2 separate regions of the Bos taurus genome follow, and region 1 is linked to region 2. The links are chromatin contacts, called in public Hi-C maps. All regions are on one chromosome and are shown on one strand. The core of a region is the stretch at or near the end of the contact, and the rest is flanking DNA. Distances in the headings are between cores, read along the strand shown.

Region 1 (3,335 bases), core at 778-3,277, 580 kb after region 2:
GCCGGTCTCCAGCTTGGAGGCGGGGACTCCCCCGGCGCGGGCCCGCAAGCCCGAGGTGCAGCTTTGCACCGCGCGCGGGGATCATCTGTACCCCAGCCGGGGCGCGTCACCGCGCCCAGCCGCCACCCGCTAGAGCGGAGCCCTAGCCCGGGCCCGCGCGCGCTGGGCCGCCTCTCTCGCGTCCCGCCCCTAGTTCTTCCGCCAAAACCTTTGACCAGAGTCTTCCTGCCAACATTCCTAAATCCCTTTTGCCAGCTCTTTGCGCCAGGTAGGAATAAGGCTCTGCTTTCGGGTGTGTGCAGAAACGCCGTTCCCAGAAGGCGGCTGACCTTTTCACCTTCCCCACGAACTCCTTCGGAGGGGGCCCTGGGCATTTACCTTCTCAAGGGCCTGATTCGCAGCCAAAACCTGTTTGTTCCCTGAAATGTCCTTGCTATTCCTATCTGCAGAGGCTTTCTGCACCAGTTCCCGGAAAACCCTTCGGGGACCGAACTGGGGGGCATCCAGAGCCCACTGAGGACGCGCTGCCGTGGGAGGCGGGGGTGGGCCGGCGTGACAACGGCCTGTAGCCGGAGCGGGCACCGTGAGAGCCCGGCCAAGAGCAACACCCCACCCCCGCCACTGTTCCTGCTCCCCAGTGATGCACAGGAGCCCCGACCGCTGGACCCCTCATTTCCAAACCCCGAGCACCTGGGCTCCGAATGAGGTGGCTGGGCGGGGTCGGGCGACGACTGCCCCCTAGCTGGAAGGCTCACCACCTTCCACCCTCCGGCGTCCCCTCTGGCCGGGAGGAGAGGACACCAGATCTTCGGCAACAATGGAGCCCGCGGCGCGCGGCGCACACCCGGGCTCGCCAGGCGCCCAGCAGCGCGCCCCGATACGGGGCAGGGAGGCCGGGCGGGGCTGCAGCACAGCATAGTCCGCGTGAGTCTACTGACTCGGCTCTACGTGGCAGCGACACTTCCGACCCTCGCCCGGCTCCGGGGTGCGTCCCCAACCCCAGCCCCTTTCCTCCTTCCCTTCGGGCCTGACCCGCAACGTCCAGGGGCGCCCTGCTGCTCCTGCCCCAGGTCACGACCCTAGGTCACGCCTTGGGCTCCTCCCGGGGGTTTCGGAGTTGGGAGAAGCAGCCGCCACCTCCCGGGCGCGCTGCCTGTCTCCGGCAGCCGACCCCCCAAAATCCTAGCGGAACTGCCCCGCTCTCCCCCGGGGGCCCGAGCGAGCATGCCGAGGTGGGCTAGCCCGACCCTGGCGCTGCCACCGACCTCGACGACCGGTTCCCCCCCAAACACATCCGCCACCCGGCCCTGGGCACGGAGTCTCGGCGCCTCCCTGCCGGGGAAGATCCCAGCAGGGCCTGTGGGAGAGACGGACAGACGGACGGGGAACGTTCAGGGAGAGAAACTTGTTCCTCCCCGTCTCTGTCAGGCAGTCGCCGGCGAGCCTGTGCGGGGAGAGGGGCGGGGGGAAGCGAGGGAAGGGCTCCAGAAGGGGAGGGGAGGAGGCGGTGGGGGAGGCGGGGGTGCAGTTGGTGAAACTCCTCCGTCTCCCGCTCATCTTTTCATTGCTTGCTCCTCTTCTTCGCGCAGACACCCCGACCTCCCTTGGGCGCCAGCTCCCCGGCCCCAACGGGTCCAGAATCAAGCCGAATTTTTTTTTTCTTTCTTTCTGGAAATTGGCGTTGGTGTGTCTCTACGTCCCTCCTCCCCCTCCCACACCCCCACCTTTTTTTTTTTTTTTTGAGACATGGCCCGGGCAGCGGCTCCTGGAAGAGGAACAAGTGTGGGAAAAGAGAGAGGAAACCGGAGCTAAATGACAGGATGCAGGCGACTTGAGACACAAAAAGAGGAGCGTTTCTCTCGGATCAAGGCATTGCCTCGCCGCTTTTCTTTCTCCAAAACGGTCTGAGGATTTTACAGCTCCGGGAGGAGTGAAAGCGCTCCGGATCGTGGAGATCGCCCCGGTGCTCTGTTTTCCCCGCACGTTCGGTTCTCCCGCGTTCGCCCCGGAGACCCGGCGAAGGGAGGATGGAGAAGGGGCTGCAGCTCCTGTGCGCCGCGCTAGCCCTGGTCCTCGGCGCGGCCGGCGCTTTTCGCAACGGTAAGTGACAGGCGGAGGCGCGCGGCCGCGGGGGTGAACCCGGTTCCCGGCTGCCCGCGCCCAGCTGCCGGGACCTACCGGGGAGAGCCGCCTCCCGGTGAAGGAAACTTTTAGCCAGACGCAGAAATCAAGAAGTAAGATCAGTCGTTGTAGGTAGGGCAGGGAGATTTCACGTCCTCTGACTCCCTCCTGAAGTTGGTTGTTTGGCCATGGGGTATTTCCCACCTCTGCTACAAGGCAGAGCGCCCTACCTTCCCAGATCAGCGCACCAATTATCTTAATAATGTTTCCTCCCCAAGGCAATTAGAGGAGACTCCCTTTCAAAAATATGATGGCTGTTGAAAGTTAATGAACACTTTACCGGGAGCACTTCCTGATTCTCCGACAGCTCCCCCGAACTGATTCCTGTGGTGGGTGCCCGCAGGAGATAGCGGTTTGCGGGTGGGTGTTAGTCCCTCCTCCGCTTTTCCAAACCAGCCCTGCTCCGTCTGGAGTATGAATGAAAGTTATATCGCGTCAATAAAGGAATCTGATACACACGCTGTAAGGCACCAGGATATGTGAAAATCCCCTAACCTAGTTGCAGCTTCCACTTAGCTTTTAAAACCTCTCAGTGTTAAGTAAATGGAAGACCGTGCTGGGTTAGAAGCAGTATCCTGTAACGTAAATAGTGTGTTTTAAAATGGGATCTGGTTGTAGGCATGTTCGACTTACACTGTAAAGTAGGTGGAAGCAAGGGGGCGGGTGACATTATCTTTACAGTAAGTCTTCAGCAATTATTATTAACTAATTATCAAATATTTACTTTAGCCTGGCTTAGATTTCAATCAGAGTAATTAGAACGAGAGCCCATCCGCTACTTACCGGTGGTATATTGTTTTAATAAGAGACCACAAGTGGAGGAGTTCATACCGAGAGGAATTTAAATCACATCTTTATGATGGGCGTTAATCTCTCTAATATGCTTTTTAGAGGTTTCGTGATTGAAGCAATAGATTTCCCGAGCAGCTACCAAGCAGTGTTCTAAAAGATATGCTTGGAAGCAAAACACACACAATTGTGAATGTAGAGTTCAATTTATTAATGAACCTCAGACGATGGCATCCTTCTCTAGTCTGGCAGAGAATGAAATAACACTCACCTCCAATTGAAAGAGCTCCAGTGGTTAGACTTTAGAAATTACAGTAACCCAACATCTGCTTCCACGGTGGCGGGTGTTCATAGGATGGATTTGA
Region 2 (3,388 bases), core at 33-2,532:
AAGTACAGTATGCTGTTAAAACTTTGCAGATACCTGACTGTTGCCCGCAGCAGACTCACTGACTGAGACGGCTGATGGATGGGATAATGGAGCCTTTAATAGCTCTATTGCTAAATCCCTTCCATCCTGGGTGGGTAGGGACTGAAAGTAGTTTAGTCCTTCAGATAGAAAATTGATCCTCCATAATGTGAAAATCCTCTTCTCCCCCAAGCTTGCTTCCTAGCTGTCTGTCCTTAAACAAAACCAAACCTGCTCCTTTCTCCATTTTCCCACTTTGGACTTTTGTTTTTAAAGAACGAAATTTTTTATTTTACATGTTTATTTATTTACTTGGCCATGCCGGGTCTTAGTTGCAGCACTTGGGATCTTCGATCTTTGTTGCAGCATGCAGGGTCTTTAGTTAAGGCATGTGGGGTCTAGTTCCCTGACCGGAGATTGAATCCAGGACCTGTGTATTGGGTGCACAGAGTCTTAGTCACTGGACCATCAGGGCCGCCCCTACCGTGGGCTTTTATTGGCTCCTCTTACCACTTAGTGTCTCACCTGCTTTAATTAGAGGGTTGGTCAGACTGCACAGCCATCCTACACCCCTAGACTGCCTTCCCTGGACCAGGGGAGTTTGAGGAAATGATGGTTCTCTTTTTGTCTTCCTCTTTCTTAAGACTTAAAGGCATCTGCTGTGATCCCCTCCTAGCAGGCCTCCACGCCTGGACTCAGGAAATGCCTTCTTAGTTGATAGCCTTACTGTGTGGAGTTTGACTCCAGTTCACATTGGGTGGCCATCACCTCCCTTGGAAATCCACCTGGAGGGAGCCATTCTAGCAGCAAAGGGGTGCCCTGGAGTCGTGTAAGGGTGTCCCTGTGCTGCTGTAGAGCAGCCCTGTTTCTTGGAGTCCCATGACCTGAGGGCTGTTATACCCAAGGAGCCCTCTGGTGGTGAAGTGCATGAGGCTGCCTGCCTCTCATCAGCGACGCTGGAGGGCTGCTCCTTTATTTTCAACCTATCTGCTGATTCCGACAGGAAACCAGATCCTAGCCCTGGTTGGGAAAGATGAGAAGAAGACAAATAGTGTGTTAAGACCAAAACACATATTTATAAAATCTTGATGAGGGAAATTGGTATGCACTGCCATTTTTCAACCATTACTCACATCATTAGTAGCAATTAAGCTTTTCAACATTCAGAGCCCACAGAGTTCAATCGATAGCTGTGTCAGTACAGTGTGTGATGGGTAGAGGGGAGGAGGGCTGGGAGGACAGGATCCAGAGACAGAAGTTAACTTTGTTTGGATTAGAAGTTGGCAATTAAGTCCACAATAGAAAATCATTTACCAGTGTTAGCAATGGCCACTTTTAAACAGAGTCAAAAACGTACACCCTTAACATGATTCAGTGACCTTTTGTTATCAGAACATGGAATTCATACTAGGTTCACAGTATATTTGAATCACTAAAATGAGAACTTTAAATCTCAAGGGATATCATTGTTCTTTGTGTTATTATTGTCATCTTCATTGTCAGCATCTTCATCACAGGTTTTCATCTAAAGCACACAGACTTTTTGTATTTTATTTTTGCTTTCTCTACATGCCCTGGACATATGTGAAAATTTGAAAAAAAAATTTTAATTGAAGTATAATTGCTTTACAATGTTGTGTTAGTATCTGCTGTACAATAACATGAATCAGCTATATGTATACACATATTCCCTCCCACCTCCCCACATCTATCCCTCTAGGTCATTACAGAGCTGAAAATTTTGTTATTCATAGTTTAAGTAGAAAACCCACCCCAAATAATCACTTATAAGACTATTACATATATGTGTGAATACATACAAAAGAACACACACATATTCTTACATGCTTTTTCTTATCTATAAGAAGAAAAATTAGTGTATTTAAAATTATTAAATGCTTTATGTAAATGTTAATAGAACTAATGAATTTTATTCATGAGGCACATTTTTACATGAAGCTCTAAAAGTCTTATAATATCACCTAGTTCTAATCAGTTCTGAAACTTGTAGGGTGTATATTTGTTTTTTCTTTAGTATATTAACAGTTTGGGCTTTGTATTTTTATTTTTATGTATTGTCTTTTTTAATTTGGAAAAATAAGGATGATTTTACTTAATGCTGAAGCATTTCTTGATTTACTGAAATAGTACACAGAAGAGATTTTCACATTTTGTTCTACACTAGTGAGTAATACCAAAATTGTGGAACTTTCAAAGTTTTATGTAATTTTTAAATATAATATAAATAGTAAAATCTCTTCGTAATCATGATAAACACTAGTACTTTGCAGCTCATTTACAAAAGCAACCTGCATAGCCTTGACTGGTGGTTTTTAAACATAAGCCGTGAAGAGAGTCACGTATCTGTGGTTTTCCAGCATATTGTGTAAGAGATAATCATGTATTTACTTCTGTCTTACAACCCCTGTCATTATTATGGCCGTGGCAACCTTGGCTATTTTTTTTCCTTAAAAGGTCATTTCTTGTCACCAGTTTCATCACAAACAAGGCCAGGGTTATTTATAATTTGCTCTCTTAAAACAGAGCTGCCGTCTTGTTATCTGGTGAATCTCTAGAATCATTACCATTGTGCTTTGCCTGTATGTTTCCCCATATAGATGCTACTTGGTCACTGTAGTTGCTGTTACTGTTTTATCTGAAAACATGCCCTTCTCTCTGGGGTTACACATGATCTCTTTCTTCATTTCTGTCTTTATTTTTGTGATTTTGGACTCTAGATGTTTCTCTTTCTGCCGTTTCGTTATACTTCTGCCATTGGGATGGAAACCACAAAACCCCAGTGTCTTAAAGTCAGGGTTCCTGGTGGTAATACTGTTTCCACAATTCACATTTTTATGAGCTCTTCATTGAAATCATGAATCCGATTATTTTTGATGCAGCCCAAGTAGAGAACAGGCCAGGACAAACTTCTTTCGCTGTTGCTCTGGGTCCATCATGCACACAATCTCCCTGGATATCTGTGGCCCAGTCAAGTTTCATCCTAAAGATAAGGGGGATTCTTTCTAATAACCTATTCTTTCGCACACTCTGAAAAGAGAGAGTAAAATATTAATAGCAAGGCTGGGGTGTGTATTTCATCAGAATGAAGCAAACAATGAAATCTGTCAGTTTGCTGATTCCAGACTCCTTCCCTCATTCTAAGTTTTCAGATACCACTCGATGATAATTTCATTACTGGGATTCATCCAGATGCACTGAGATATGCCACTGATAAGGCTGGAGGTGAACAGTCCCAGAAAACACACAGTGGAGGAAACAAAAGCCCTTCAACTTTTTTTCTTCCCTCCATCAATATCAAATTTTCAGGCCTCTGGGAGAAGCAACTTAAAAATACACCTGAAATTTCTAC

Evidence for each region. Hi-C and Micro-C count contacts between places; a contact is called where the count stands out from the background.
Region 1: a contact with region 2 is called in a Hi-C map of liver, with 1.6 times the contacts expected there. The contact joins the promoter of NRP1 here to the enhancer-like site in region 2.

Annotation. Positions count from the first base shown.
Region 1 is chr13:19,633,297-19,636,631 of ARS-UCD2.0, forward strand. NRP1 (neuropilin 1) reads left to right here and starts at 2,028. Exons shown (of 17, transcript NM_001205660.2): 1 at 2,028-2,100. The coding sequence starts at 2,028.
Region 2 is chr13:19,050,514-19,053,901 of ARS-UCD2.0, forward strand. All of the region lies in intron 23 of PARD3 (par-3 family cell polarity regulator), which reads left to right. Among named protein-coding and RNA genes, the nearest start is that of MIR2285AW, 200 kb to the left of the region's middle. Within about 2 kb of position 1,283, at least 9 of the 102 cell types and tissues checked have an H3K27ac peak or open chromatin away from gene starts, as enhancers often do. A contact at or near this core is called in liver, where this site is marked.